Regions from separate parts of the Mus musculus genome. Here region 1 is linked to region 2. A link is a contact called in public Hi-C data. All regions are on one chromosome and are shown on one strand. The core of a region is the stretch at or near the end of the contact, and the rest is flanking DNA. Distances in the headings are between cores, read along the strand shown.

What was found. A called contact is a pair of places that touch in the nucleus more often than the background predicts.
Region 1: a contact with region 2 is called in a Hi-C map of cardiomyocytes, with 2.9 times the contacts expected there. The contact joins two enhancer-like sites. A contact is called at or near these places in 3 of 484 Hi-C or Micro-C datasets (astrocytes, cardiomyocytes and myocytes), 3 of 115 datasets of contacts at active chromatin or transcription factors (cardiomyocytes, embryonic stem cells and heart atrium) and 1 of 9 other capture datasets (embryonic stem cells).

The regions. Positions count from the first base shown.
Region 1 is chr17:10,387,784-10,393,575 of GRCm38.p6, forward strand. No RefSeq gene overlaps it. Among named protein-coding and RNA genes, the nearest start is that of Gm39565, 19 kb to the left of the region's middle. Within about 2 kb of position 2,853, at least 107 of the 459 cell types and tissues checked have an H3K27ac peak or open chromatin away from gene starts, as enhancers often do. A contact at or near this core is called in cardiomyocytes, heart atrium and myocytes, where this site is marked.
Region 2 is chr17:9,892,874-9,899,012 of GRCm38.p6, forward strand. The region is part of intron 1 of Gm34799 (a long non-coding RNA gene); the gene reads right to left. Among named protein-coding and RNA genes, the nearest start is that of Gm34799, 11 kb to the right of the region's middle. Within about 2 kb of position 2,523, at least 62 of the 459 cell types and tissues checked have an H3K27ac peak or open chromatin away from gene starts, as enhancers often do. A contact at or near this core is called in cardiomyocytes, heart atrium and myocytes, where this site is marked.

The sequences.
Region 1 (5,792 bases), core at 1,603-4,102, 500 kb after region 2:
CTAAGAATTTCATAAATCCATTGTTTTTAACAGCTGAGTAGTATTCCATTGTGTAAATGTACCACATTTTCTGTATCCATTCCTCTGTTGAGGGGCATCTGGGTTCTTTCCAGCTTCTGGCTATTATAAATAAGGCTGCTGTGAACATAGTGGAGCATGTGTTCTTATTACCAGTTGGAACACCTTCTGGGTATATGCCCAGGAGTGGTATTGCTGGGTCCTCAGGTAGTACTATGTCCAATTTTCTGAGGAACCGCCAGACTGATTTCCAGAGTGGTTGTACAAGCTTGCAATCCCACCAGCAATGGAGGAGTATTCCTCTTTCTCCACATCCTTGCCAGCATCTGCTGTCACCTGAATTTTTGATCTTAGCCATTCTAACTGGTGTGAGGTGGAATCTCAGGGTTGTTTTGATTTGCATTTCCCTGATGATTAAGGATGCTGAACAGTTTTTCAAGTGATTCTCAGCCCTTCGGTATTCCTTAGTTGAGAATTCTTTGTTTAGCTCTGTACCCCATTTTTTAATGGCGTTCTTTGAATTTCTGGAGTTCAGCTTCTTGAGCCCTTAGGAGATCTTCAGGACGTCCTAGAGAAAGACGTTAGGGTTAGGGAAGTGGTTCTCGACCTATGGGCTGTGACCCCACTAGGGTCACACATCAGGAATCCTGCTATGAGATATTTACATCATCATTCATAACAGTAGCTAAATTACAATTATGAAGTAGCAATGAAGTAATTTTATGGTTGAGGGGTCACCACAATATGAGGAACTGTATTAAAGGGTCACAGGTTGAGAGCCACTGATGTAGGGGATCTGAAAATCCCTTGAAATTGTACAATGTGTGTGCCTTGTTGCCTACCAGCAGGGGTATCATTCTATGGTGTCTTTCATCCTGATGACAGCTGCCCTCCAGGGAGTACATTAACATGGAGGGCTTTTTGCTTTGTAGTGCTTATCGCCAGGCAGAAAAGCCAAAGGGAAGCTTATCAGGACCCTGTGGGAATGAGTATTCTCATTAAAGAAGGTGACCTGTGGGAGAGAGGGCTTGACTTCTCTTCTTTGTCAGACACCACCCTTACACTGATGCCCAGTGTGGTCAAAGCCCTTGCAGAGCACACAGAGGGTAGACCAAGAAGCAGGAAGGCACCCAGACCTTTCTCTTCATGGATCACCAGGGTTACCGGCCAGTGACCATTCACTTTAACCTATGGGATACAGATGTCTGATTCCTTAAGCACTGCAGTGTTCTTGAGGCGGGCACCAGAGAGTTATCTCTACACGACTCTCACTCCAAAGATTACAGATGTCTGTGGGTGTTGTTAGATGTTGGTCGATTGATGGATGGACACACAAAGAATCCATGCACAAGACCTCTAGGTCAAGGGTCCAGGCTGAGAAGGCCTGCCAGGCCTCTGGTGGGCGTTGCCGAATTGGGTTATGTGTTGTGCTCACTGCTCAGCCTCTGCCAGGAATAGGAAGGAGGCATGGATGCCCGAGTACATGGGCCTTGGGATGTTATATTAGGTGTCTGGACTCATTGTTGAAGGACAGAGAGATCCTGCCCTCCTTAGCACGAATATGAGGGTGAGTGGGCTTTGTTGACAGACATGCCAACACTGGGTGACTTGTAGTTTTGAGACAGGGTCTGAAACTACGTCCATGCTTAGGTTAGAAATCACGTGGTGATCAATGAGGCATCTGTGGCTAGTGAGGCACAGACATACTTACTTCAGTTACTTATTCTTCCTACATCTGCCTTCCAATCAGGAAGCTCATCGCACACGCGCAGACACACACACACGCACACGCACACGCACGCACGCGCACGCGCACACACACGCGCACGCGCACACACAGAAGCAGAAGCTGTTCCCTTGGCCACACACCCCTTGTTAAAGGCTTAGCTCCTTTTGATACAGGCTGTTCAAATACCACCCTCTGAGGCAGGGAGACCCCCGAGATCTTGGGAAAGGCCTTCCCATCCACGTGTGGACGAGCTCTTCCTCAGACAGCACAGACAAATGTCTATCATGTGCAATACGAAGGAGTGTGGCGTGCATGCGGTGTGGTGCAGGCTCAGCTCCAGCTCTGGAGTTTTTAGAATTGGCTGTGTACACCGTGTGTTGGGGGCAGTGGGTGTGGCTAGTCTTCTCCCCTTTGATTGGATGGTCTTGATGAAGGTCACATCCAGGCTCCAGGATGCTCAGCTTGTCTGGAAGGCTGCAGTCCAAGCACAAGGTATAGGAAAAGGTCCACTGGTAAAATACTCGGGGACTGTAAAACTGGAGGCCCAGCCTGCTAGGAGTCAGGCTGCTCCGTGTGAAAAGAGAACTCTAGATTAGGTTAACTGGCTTGAGAGAGAGCCTATGGCCTACCTGTTTCCAGTGACCATAAGCCTCATTTTCCCTGAGCTGGTGCCAGTTCGTAATCTGTGGCCTCTATTTTGTGGTCTGAGGGTCAGCTGTGCCTTTGTCTCTGGACCCTCTGGAGCCTGCAGGCTCTCCTGGGGCAGCTGTGTGCCCAGATCCAGTGGCTGGGGCCAGGGTGGAAGTCGGCTGACTGGCCAGCTTGAAGCGAAGCAGGAGGCACTTTTGACTCACTGGATGTGGTTGAAGGACATGACCTTCCTGTGGGTCTTTCTTTTGGGAAAGGAAGTCTTTGGAAGTTTGTAGCAACTGAATAAATCCTGTCCCTTTGATAAGCGGGGCTCCCCGTTTGGAGGGCCGTGGAGAAAGCGCCATACTTCCTCCCATTGTTTCGGCTGATTAAGTTCCAGAGTGTGTCACTTGATAACTCATTCCTGGGGAGCTGTGGTAGAGTGAAGGCCCAGGCAGGAACTGGAGCACTTCAGCCTGCAGGCCCACACGCCTGAGTCCAGCGCAGGCCTGGTTATTCTTGGAAGTTATTTTGATCCGCTGGCCTTGCTCGGGTTCAGGTTTCCGAGAGCCCAGCCCCAGGGTTGGAGAAGCTGAGAATGAAGCAGTCCATTGTAATAATAGACTTCTGCTTGCTGAGGAGGAGGTGCTCCGAGGGTTTTGGAGGCCCCTGCGTGCTCCATGACGTCCCCCTACCATGTGACCTGTGGCACCCTGCAGCATGTGCCTCATCCCTGTATCAGCCACTTGGGATGTGGTCAGGCTGGAGCCAAGCTGCCATGATTGTGGGACGGCCTCCATCAGCCAGAAAATCTGGCAGCTCCAGAGAGCAGAAGTGACTCAGGGAGACTGACAGCAGAGAGGGAGGAAAGGCTCCCCAGAGCTCTGGCACAGTGAAGGATGCTCTCCTTACTGAACAGCTGAGAGCGAGCGAAGAGGCTCCAATCCGGGAAGCTGCAGTTCCTGGGTGGGGACAGCTGTTCTGTACTTCCAGATACCCACCCAAGCAAGCCTCACTTTTTTTAAAGCAATTCTTTTCTTTCTTTTTTCCCTTCCCTTCTCCCTCTTGCTTCTTCCCCCTCCCCCGCCCCGGCTCGCTCCGGGTTTGCTCTCTCTGGTCCCCAAGCCTAACTTTTAACTTTAAAGTCTGAATAATTTTTGGTGTTGCTGTCGTCATTTTTACTAGGTGGTATAAGTGACCCTAGCCTGGTGGCCCAAATGGCAGAAATATACTGCCTTGCCATCGGTGTTTTGGAAGTTGGTGGTCTGAGGCCATGGTTGTCAGGGTGACTTGTTCCTAGTCTGAATGGGGGAATCTGCCACTGTGGACCAGCGACCAGTTCCTGGTGGCGACTGACATCCTGCTGTTCCTCAGCATGTAGAAACACAACGCGCCATCTCTGCCTTCACCTCACTAAGTTTTCCTTCTTTTAAAGGGACACAGTCACAGGGATGGTCATTGTTCTCTAGTAGGACCCACCCCAACTTAGCTGACTACAGACATTCTCTGTTCTGAGCAGGTCTGTCTCAACAAGCCCACAGTCCAAGGTACAAGTCTGGTGGGGACCAATACTTTTACATGTGGATCCCGAGGGGTAGGGGTGGGAGTTGAACCTGTGACAGATGGAGACTATCTGGATTGCAGTAATTTGGAAAATTGTGACAAGCAAAAATCAAAGGAGTAAACCTTGTTCCTGCCACTCAGGCTACTGCAGTGAGTGCCATAGTGCACACACTTCTGGAAATGTGTCTTCAGATGGCACAGGATAGATATAATTCTGTTACCTGCTTCGCCTGATCTCTGCTTTTCAATTTTACAGATGTTTTCTTATCAATTCTTTTTTTGTTTGTTTGTTTGTTTTTTTGTTTTTGAGACAGGGTTTCTCTGTGCAGTCCTGGCTGTCCTGGAACTCACTGTGTAGACCAGGCTGGCCTTGAACTCAGAAATCCACCTACCTCTGCCTCCCAAGTGCTGGGATTAAAGGCGTACGCCACCACTGCCGGGCTGTTTTCTTATCAATACCTCATCCCTGTTCTTTTTTTTTTTTTTTTTAAAGATTTATTTATTTATTTTATTTATGTAAGTACACTGGAGCTGTTAGACACACCAGAAGAGGGCACCAGGTCTTATTACAGATGGTTGTGAGCCACCATGTAGTTGCTGGGAATTGAACTCAGGACATTTGGAAGAGCAGTCAGTGCTCTTAACTGCTGAGCCATTTCTCCAGCCCATCATCTGTGTTCTTAACAATGTCTTTGTTCTAAGAAAAATGGATCCAGGACTATTCCAGGCAACTGGTCTATTTCTACAACATGGAGACTAATTCTGGGCCAGATACATTGCCAGACACTCTACCCTCAAATCTGTCAGTCTTGTGACATTACTTCCCTAGTTCTTGGTCTCTCGTTGTTGCCTGTGAACTGAGGCTCGCAGCTAAGCTGCAAGTGCTTCAAAGTTAACCTCTTTTGGATAGCCAGCATTGCCGGCACACCTGAGTCAGGTACCAGGAGCTTTGCTTCAGCTGTATCAAGTCCTACTTACTCCTTGAGGTTCCCACCTAGCCTGGATGTGAGAGCTCACGCTGGAGACGATCCCTTGCCGCGCTGAGGTTTTTCTGCTGCGAACGTTTCTGATTGCTGAGGGGGAACTTGCCCTTCCTGGTGGCAGCTGGCGAGGGAGGGGAAGTAAGCAGGGTCAGCTGAGACCTGCCTGGGACTGCATGGTCTCAAGACACTCAGTTCTAAGAAGTCCTACGCTTGCATTCCCAGCACTCTTGGCCCGTTGATGATGTGATGGGCACATGTGCTCCACCACCCTTAGGCCTCCAAGCTCTGGTTCCTGGGTCAGCTGCGCTAGCTGTGCTTCCAGGGACGAACAGGGCTATCTCCTCCTGTGTGTGTGTGTGTGTGTGTGTGTGTGTGTGTGTGTGTGTGTGTGTGTGTGTGTGTATGTGTGTGTGTGTGTGTGTGTGTATGCTCATGTGCACGTGTCTGTACTTGTTTGTTCACGAGTGTGTGTGTGTGTGTGTGCATGCATGTGTGTCGCACACATAGAGACCAGAGACTCACATCAGGTGTCTTTCTCACTCCCTCTCACTGACATTGGAGCCCACTGATTTAGGTACACAACCCCAGAGCTCCTCCCGTCTCTGTCCTGCTGTGGTTTCAGAAGTTTGCTGTTGCTCTCGGTTTCCCTAGAGGTGCTGGCTTATCTGGCTCCTGTGCTTATACGGCACATTAATGGCAGAATTGTTGATTTTTAAAAACCACGTGTGTGCTCTTATATAACTTATCCGTCAAGCTTCAGAAAGCTCCCACAATCCCCTTCCCAGCTAATCACTGCCCATCCACAGTTCCCAGATAGACCAGAACTTTTTTCTTTGCTTTCTTTCTTCTCTCCTCCCTTCTTCCCCTCT
Region 2 (6,139 bases), core at 1,273-3,772:
AGGGAGGCCACCCTGTGGGCTCTGAGTGACCTTAATAGTGCTGACCCTAACCATGCTTCACAGAATTAAACAATAGAGAATGCCAGCTGTGTGGTTCCCGCAAGAACAAAAGCTGGGGACACACTCATTGAACCGTGCCCGCTGAGGGACAATCTTGGACTCTCTCTTCTAAAAGCTACTAGAGAACAGGTCAATTCTTGCTTTCTGAACTAACATCTAGGTCATACATCGAAGCATCTTCATTGATACAGGAAGTAGAAAGCCACAATAGAGAAATGGCCAGACTGGGTCAGGCAAGGGAGCTTAGAGACTAAAATACAATCTGAGCAGTCAAAGCTGTGCGAATATTTCAAACAGAAACCAAGCAGAAATAGCACCTTCCCGTGACATTTCCCGTGCCTTCTAGGGAGAATCTCCCCGTTATTGTTATCAAGCTTGCAAAGTGATTATGTGCCTAGCCATAGCCCCCGAGGAAGAAGACATTTTAAGTAGGAAGCCATCAGGATCGTGAACACAGTGGTGCCTTCTTGACTTTCTCGGAGGAGCTGGGCCCCACAGCTGGGTGACAGTGCCCTCCTATACACAGAATAAGGACTTGGTTCCCCGTGAGCTCAAAACATGGACAATTCTTAAGCCATGTTTACCAAAACTTCACGTTGCTAAAGAATGTGCTGGGGCACTAAGGAGAAATGATCTTCATAAAACCCGGATGGCTCCAAATCTGATGTAAAGTATCAAGAAAGCAAGAACACACAAAAAGTAAACAAAAAAAAACACCAACAGGTAATTTTAAAAAAGAATACTGGAAAAAGATAAAAGTCCACAGCCAAACAAATTGAGAGAAAAGTGTTAGTTGAAAATGGTTTCACTTGGCCAACCCTGAGAAGCTCAAATACGTTAAAAAGCTACACTTCATTATACTGGATCCACCATTTCTAGCATTTACCTATAAGAAAACCCTTTTATTCAAGACTACTATCAACATAAAGAATAATTTCCTAGGAATCACTAATGAACCAAATGAAGGATGATCGGTTTAAATGGACCTATGTTTTTCTTTCTCAGAAAGCTTTCAAAAGGAAGGGATATGTTTTTGAACCAACAATCCAGATTATATTGATTTGTACCGTCCACTGAAGCCAGCCACACACTTTTTACGACATTGGTTGTGCTTGCTGCCTGCTGAACTCCAGTCTTTGGGAGGGGTCTTTGGCTCCAGCGCGAAGGCAAGCCCCCAACACTTCCAGCAGGGGGCTCTGTCCCCCAGCACAGACTATGAAATGCTAGAAGACAGTTCAAGGTTAAGATGGCTACACAAATAACAAGCCAGTCACATAGCCTGGCCACTAGGACAGTGCAGCATAAATGTGTGGTCATGGTTCAGGAATGTTACCATGAGGATAATCTGTGACAAAATCTTATTATTAGGTCTTATCCTGTGCGCTATTTTATATCTAACCAAGCGAATCCAAAGGGGTGGGTGTGGTAATACACAAGGAAGCAAAGAGTATTTTTTATGAAATAACATCAAAAGATAGGCCTCACATTAAAAATACTGAGAGATTTAATGATTTTCCTAAATGGTTGATAACTCACAAGTGCCAGTTTTCCATTAAAGAAACTAATGTAGGAAAGAGAAAACGTGAGAGTAAAGTTAGAGGTAAATGGAAATGAATTAGTTCTCCTGAGATGACAGACTGAACTTTGCGAAACCGATTTCTACAATTAGGGTGATGGTGGTGGTTGGAGGAAGCTGTATTCTGGTAGACATGTGATCTAGATGACTTTTTCCTCAAATACTTTTATCTTCACCCCCCCACTCTTTCTCCCCTGCAAAATCAAAAGCCCTTTACTTACAGTTTGAATTGTAACTAAATAAAAATATTTGGTTCAGAGTTTGGGAGGCACCACTCTGAGCAAGAATGATTAGAAAGAAAGTAAGTAGCCATGCCAGCCCAAAGCTGCAAAGTAGAAAGTTCACACAGGCCGCTTCTCGTTCTTGCTTTATTTCAGAGGATGATAGCTTCTAGAAGGGGCTCACATCCCCACTGGGAGAGAGACTGCCACCAGACAGGTGCAAGTGGCTAATGAATGATGACATTTGCAAGAGAGTGGAACAACTTATTCCCTTCCCAGCCCTAAGAGGCTTTACGTGTAATGCACAAAACACAGGCGCGAGACGCAAGTCATGAGGGGAGGCTGTCAGGCGGGTGCCATTCCTCTATTGAAACACCATAACTCTGTCTATAAATAAAACAAATAGTCTACGCTCAAGTTTCCAGTTGATCCTGTGCTGAAGATTCTAAGAATGTGAATCGCTTTGTCCACACTAAATATCAACATTACGTGAAGATGCCATTGTCTCTTTCTTGGGTTGTATTTGTACTGACTTTTCATATTCTCGGAGTGAGCCCTGGGTGCTTGCCATGAACTACTAGCAGAGGTCAAGGGTGGAGAGAACACTGTGTAATGTAAGTACTCAGTCTCCTACAAGGGCAACATTCACTGGGGCTCATTCTCAGCCCCGCCTCTTCCCTGGGAATGTGATTTCAACAGAGGCCAGGAGAGGAACGTTCACTCCCGCAGGCATACCTCGCCCAAGCAAGGCCACATGGGAGCTATTTCTAGCAGCTAATTACGAGGCACTCAAATAACAACACTGGATAAAGGGGAGAGATAGCCACAGAGCTCATGTGAAGAGCATGCTTGCCACTTGCCAGTCCCTAGCTGGGCAAACCCAGCTTGGAGGTAGGGGTGCAGTAGAGGGAACGCGACCAAGCATAAGTCTTTCAAGTTTACAGCACCGTGGTAGTAACTGTGGGCTCAAAGCAAGCAACTGTTCCGCACAGTCAGTCCAGCTCACACATTGCAAATAGAAAGTGCTCTAAATATCAGCCCAACAGACATGCTGGCAAAATTTGAGGGCACACTTCAGGTGACTACATGTAGGACCCACCATTCCTGGCTCCGAGGTGGCAGAGTGACACAGCTCAAGGCTTCAGGGTGCGGAGCTACTGTGTCACGTGGGCAAATGGTTCTTGGAATCAGGTCCATACGCAGCTCAGAGAAGCCCAGAGGGGCCTAGGATGGGCAGATCCAAGCGACTAGACAGGTTTACACACTCCAGGTCCAGGGCACTTTGTTAAAACACAAAATAACGTGACTAAGTAAGGATTGTGCACTCAGTCTTGCTTGAACTCTGTCTCTCAGCATGAATTAGGATTTGTTTAAACATGTGGCTAAAGGCATTTGGGGGTTGTTAACCTCCTCCACGAGCAAAGTAATTGTGCATTTAAATTTTAAGACTCTTAAAAATAACCAGCCTGGTCTACAAAGTGAGTTCCAGGACAGCCAGGGCTATACAGAGAAACCCTCTCTCGAAAACCAAAAAATAAAAATAAAATTCCTGGGAACACTCTGCAAGAGTGTAGGGGTGTGACCATGAATTTTAGCTGTTTAACATAACTGAGACTTGTGTGCTCAGTGACATTTCGAAACCCACCCCATATTTTTACTCTTTCTTAGGCCTTGGAGTTTTGTTTGTGACTTCATTCTCCCCACCTCCGACCCCACTCCCCACCCCACTACTTCCTTTATTCTTATGGCTTTATCATTTCTGGCTCAGAACCTTCACAGTGAACACCTGGGACACACAGCAAAAGAAGTCTCTGGATCAAGAAAGGAAGGACAGAAGGGACAGGAAGAGGCCCCAGGGCCTTCTTTATATCCTAGACGGATTCTGTTTCCAGAAGTAACACACAGAAGCCCCAAGCCTCTGGAGCCGACATCATCTTTTCTCTTATTGCCATGCAAAAATGGAATTTCTTCTCAGGGCCCCAAGTCATAAGCCTCCGTGTGGCCATATGAACTTCAAAGCATTTAAATTTCTTATGGATTTTACATGATTAAATGTGTGCAGCCTACTGAATATTGCATACGAGAGTAAAGAAAGACATTCTACTGAGAGAAACATCCATGATGGTTTGGGGTACGCTATCAAGAAATTGGTTAGGGCAGTAAAGCCTGGACATGACGCTTTTTAAATTCTTTAGTTTATAATTTGGATCATGGTTGCTGCTGACATGGAAAAAATGCACAGGAATCTTTCTCTAAATTATGGGCATTTTAGTTATGTTAACCTGAAAAACTGTAAATTCCAACTTGGTTATTTATTATCCGTGCTACTGGACCTGTTCTGTCATTTCAGACAAAAGGTTGAAGGTAAATAATTCTGTCACTTTTATCTTTGTGCCTCTGGGGCTGTCCTTGACTCTTAAATACACTGTGTGCTAGGGGGGGAGGGGTGCAGGATTGCAAAGGTCCTGAGCATGCCCAAACCACACATCCCGTTTTCAATCTGAGTACACTGCAAATACAGGATCAACAGTTTGGTGACTCTCAACAATTTTAGAACAATTTGATCCAAGTATAAACCTGTCAAAAGCTTGGAAGATGTTCTAATCATCTATGTGCCACAAGAAAAAGAAAAAGGTGGCCACAAAAAAAAAAAAAAAGGATTAAAATAAACTTTAAAAACAAACAAAAACAAAAACAAACAAACAAGAACAGTTAACTAGTTAAGTGCCATAGAATTAGTGGTTAATAAAATGTCAAAAAAATATTGTTGGAAGGAACAAACCAAAAACCGAAACAGCTAAAAATGAATTTGTGAAGAAGAAAGTCAAAACTAGATAATTAGATAGACCTGGTTGGAAACTCTTCCTACCACACTTCCTCATTATTTTAGCTGCAGGGTAGATCAGTAGTAAAACTGCACCATTCCAGGCAAGGACCCAACTGTCAAAAATGAAACAGGGACCAAAGGATTGAATTATACCCGCTTTACTCTAGAGTGGTCCAATAGCCTGAGAAAATCGTAAGGGAAACCACAAGCACTGGTGGACAAGTGAGTGATTGGCGTGTCGCTTCACTTCCAAGTGGTCAGCAGTGGAAGCCTTTGGGAAGGACAGGCACTGAGAGGGACGCGCTCTGGAAACAGACTCTTCAGGCTTTCAGCCTCTGAACGTGGACACGAGGGGTACATCTGCTTGACTCTTCTCCTGCCTCTGGCTGCTCACATGGCCAACACTGCATCTTCCAATCTCCATATAAGGACTCTCTACAAACAGACATGTCTGGTTAAGTGCTGAGAATGAAGGTGGGAGCTGCCGGCTGCTGATTCCCCTCTGTGGGCCGGTCCTGAGTGCCTGATGGTTTTATGTAAATGCAATTTGTCCAACGCAATTCCAAAGGGCAGGGGTGGGGGGACCCACGGTAATGACTACTGACTGAGGGTGTTCTGCTGCTGTCTTTTGGCTCTGTAAATCAGCTGTCTATCTAGAAAACTCCAATACACAAAAAGTAACTGTGGAGGGTGGTGCTGGAAATTGTGGTTTGACCGTTCTGAGACTGGGGGTTACTCAGTAGAAACCCCTTGGTCAGAGTAGACTGGATTCACAGCAACGTCAAAGTGGATTAGCGTCACTACGTGAACTGGGGTTAAAGTGCCTGGCCTTAGAATAGAATAGTGCCCATCAACTGTTCTCTCAGTCTATGGGGGGACCACAGAGGCTGCTTAATGCTATAGCAAGTGAACATGTGGGTTGGTTGGTCGGTTGGTTGTTTCTAAGATCTATTTATTTTCATTTACATGAGAGATTTTCCCTAGGGTATGTCCGTGTACCATGTGTATACAGTGGTATTGGATCCTCTAGAACTGTAGTTACAGATGGTTGTGAGCTGCCATGTAGGTGCTAGGATTCGAACTCTGGTCCTCTGGAAGAGCAGCCAGTGCTCTTAGCCACTCATCCATCTCTCCAGCCCAAAGCATGCAATTTGGTGGTGTGTGGCTCAGCTTGGGATTTGATCTCATAAAGTCCAATGGAACCTAGATGGTGTTGCAACTGTTGATGGGCTAATGAGTCAGGGGTACCACTGTTCCCCAACTGCCCCGCCCAGACATCACTGTTCTCTTACAGGACTTCACCTCCATCAACCATACATATGTGTCTGACCTACATCCTGACCATGCTATCCCTATGGAAAACCCTCAGAAAACTCCAGCATTTCATCTACAGGGAGAAATATAACCAACCCTAATGAAACTTTTCTAGCCTGTGCTCAGCTAAGGGTCCAGGCT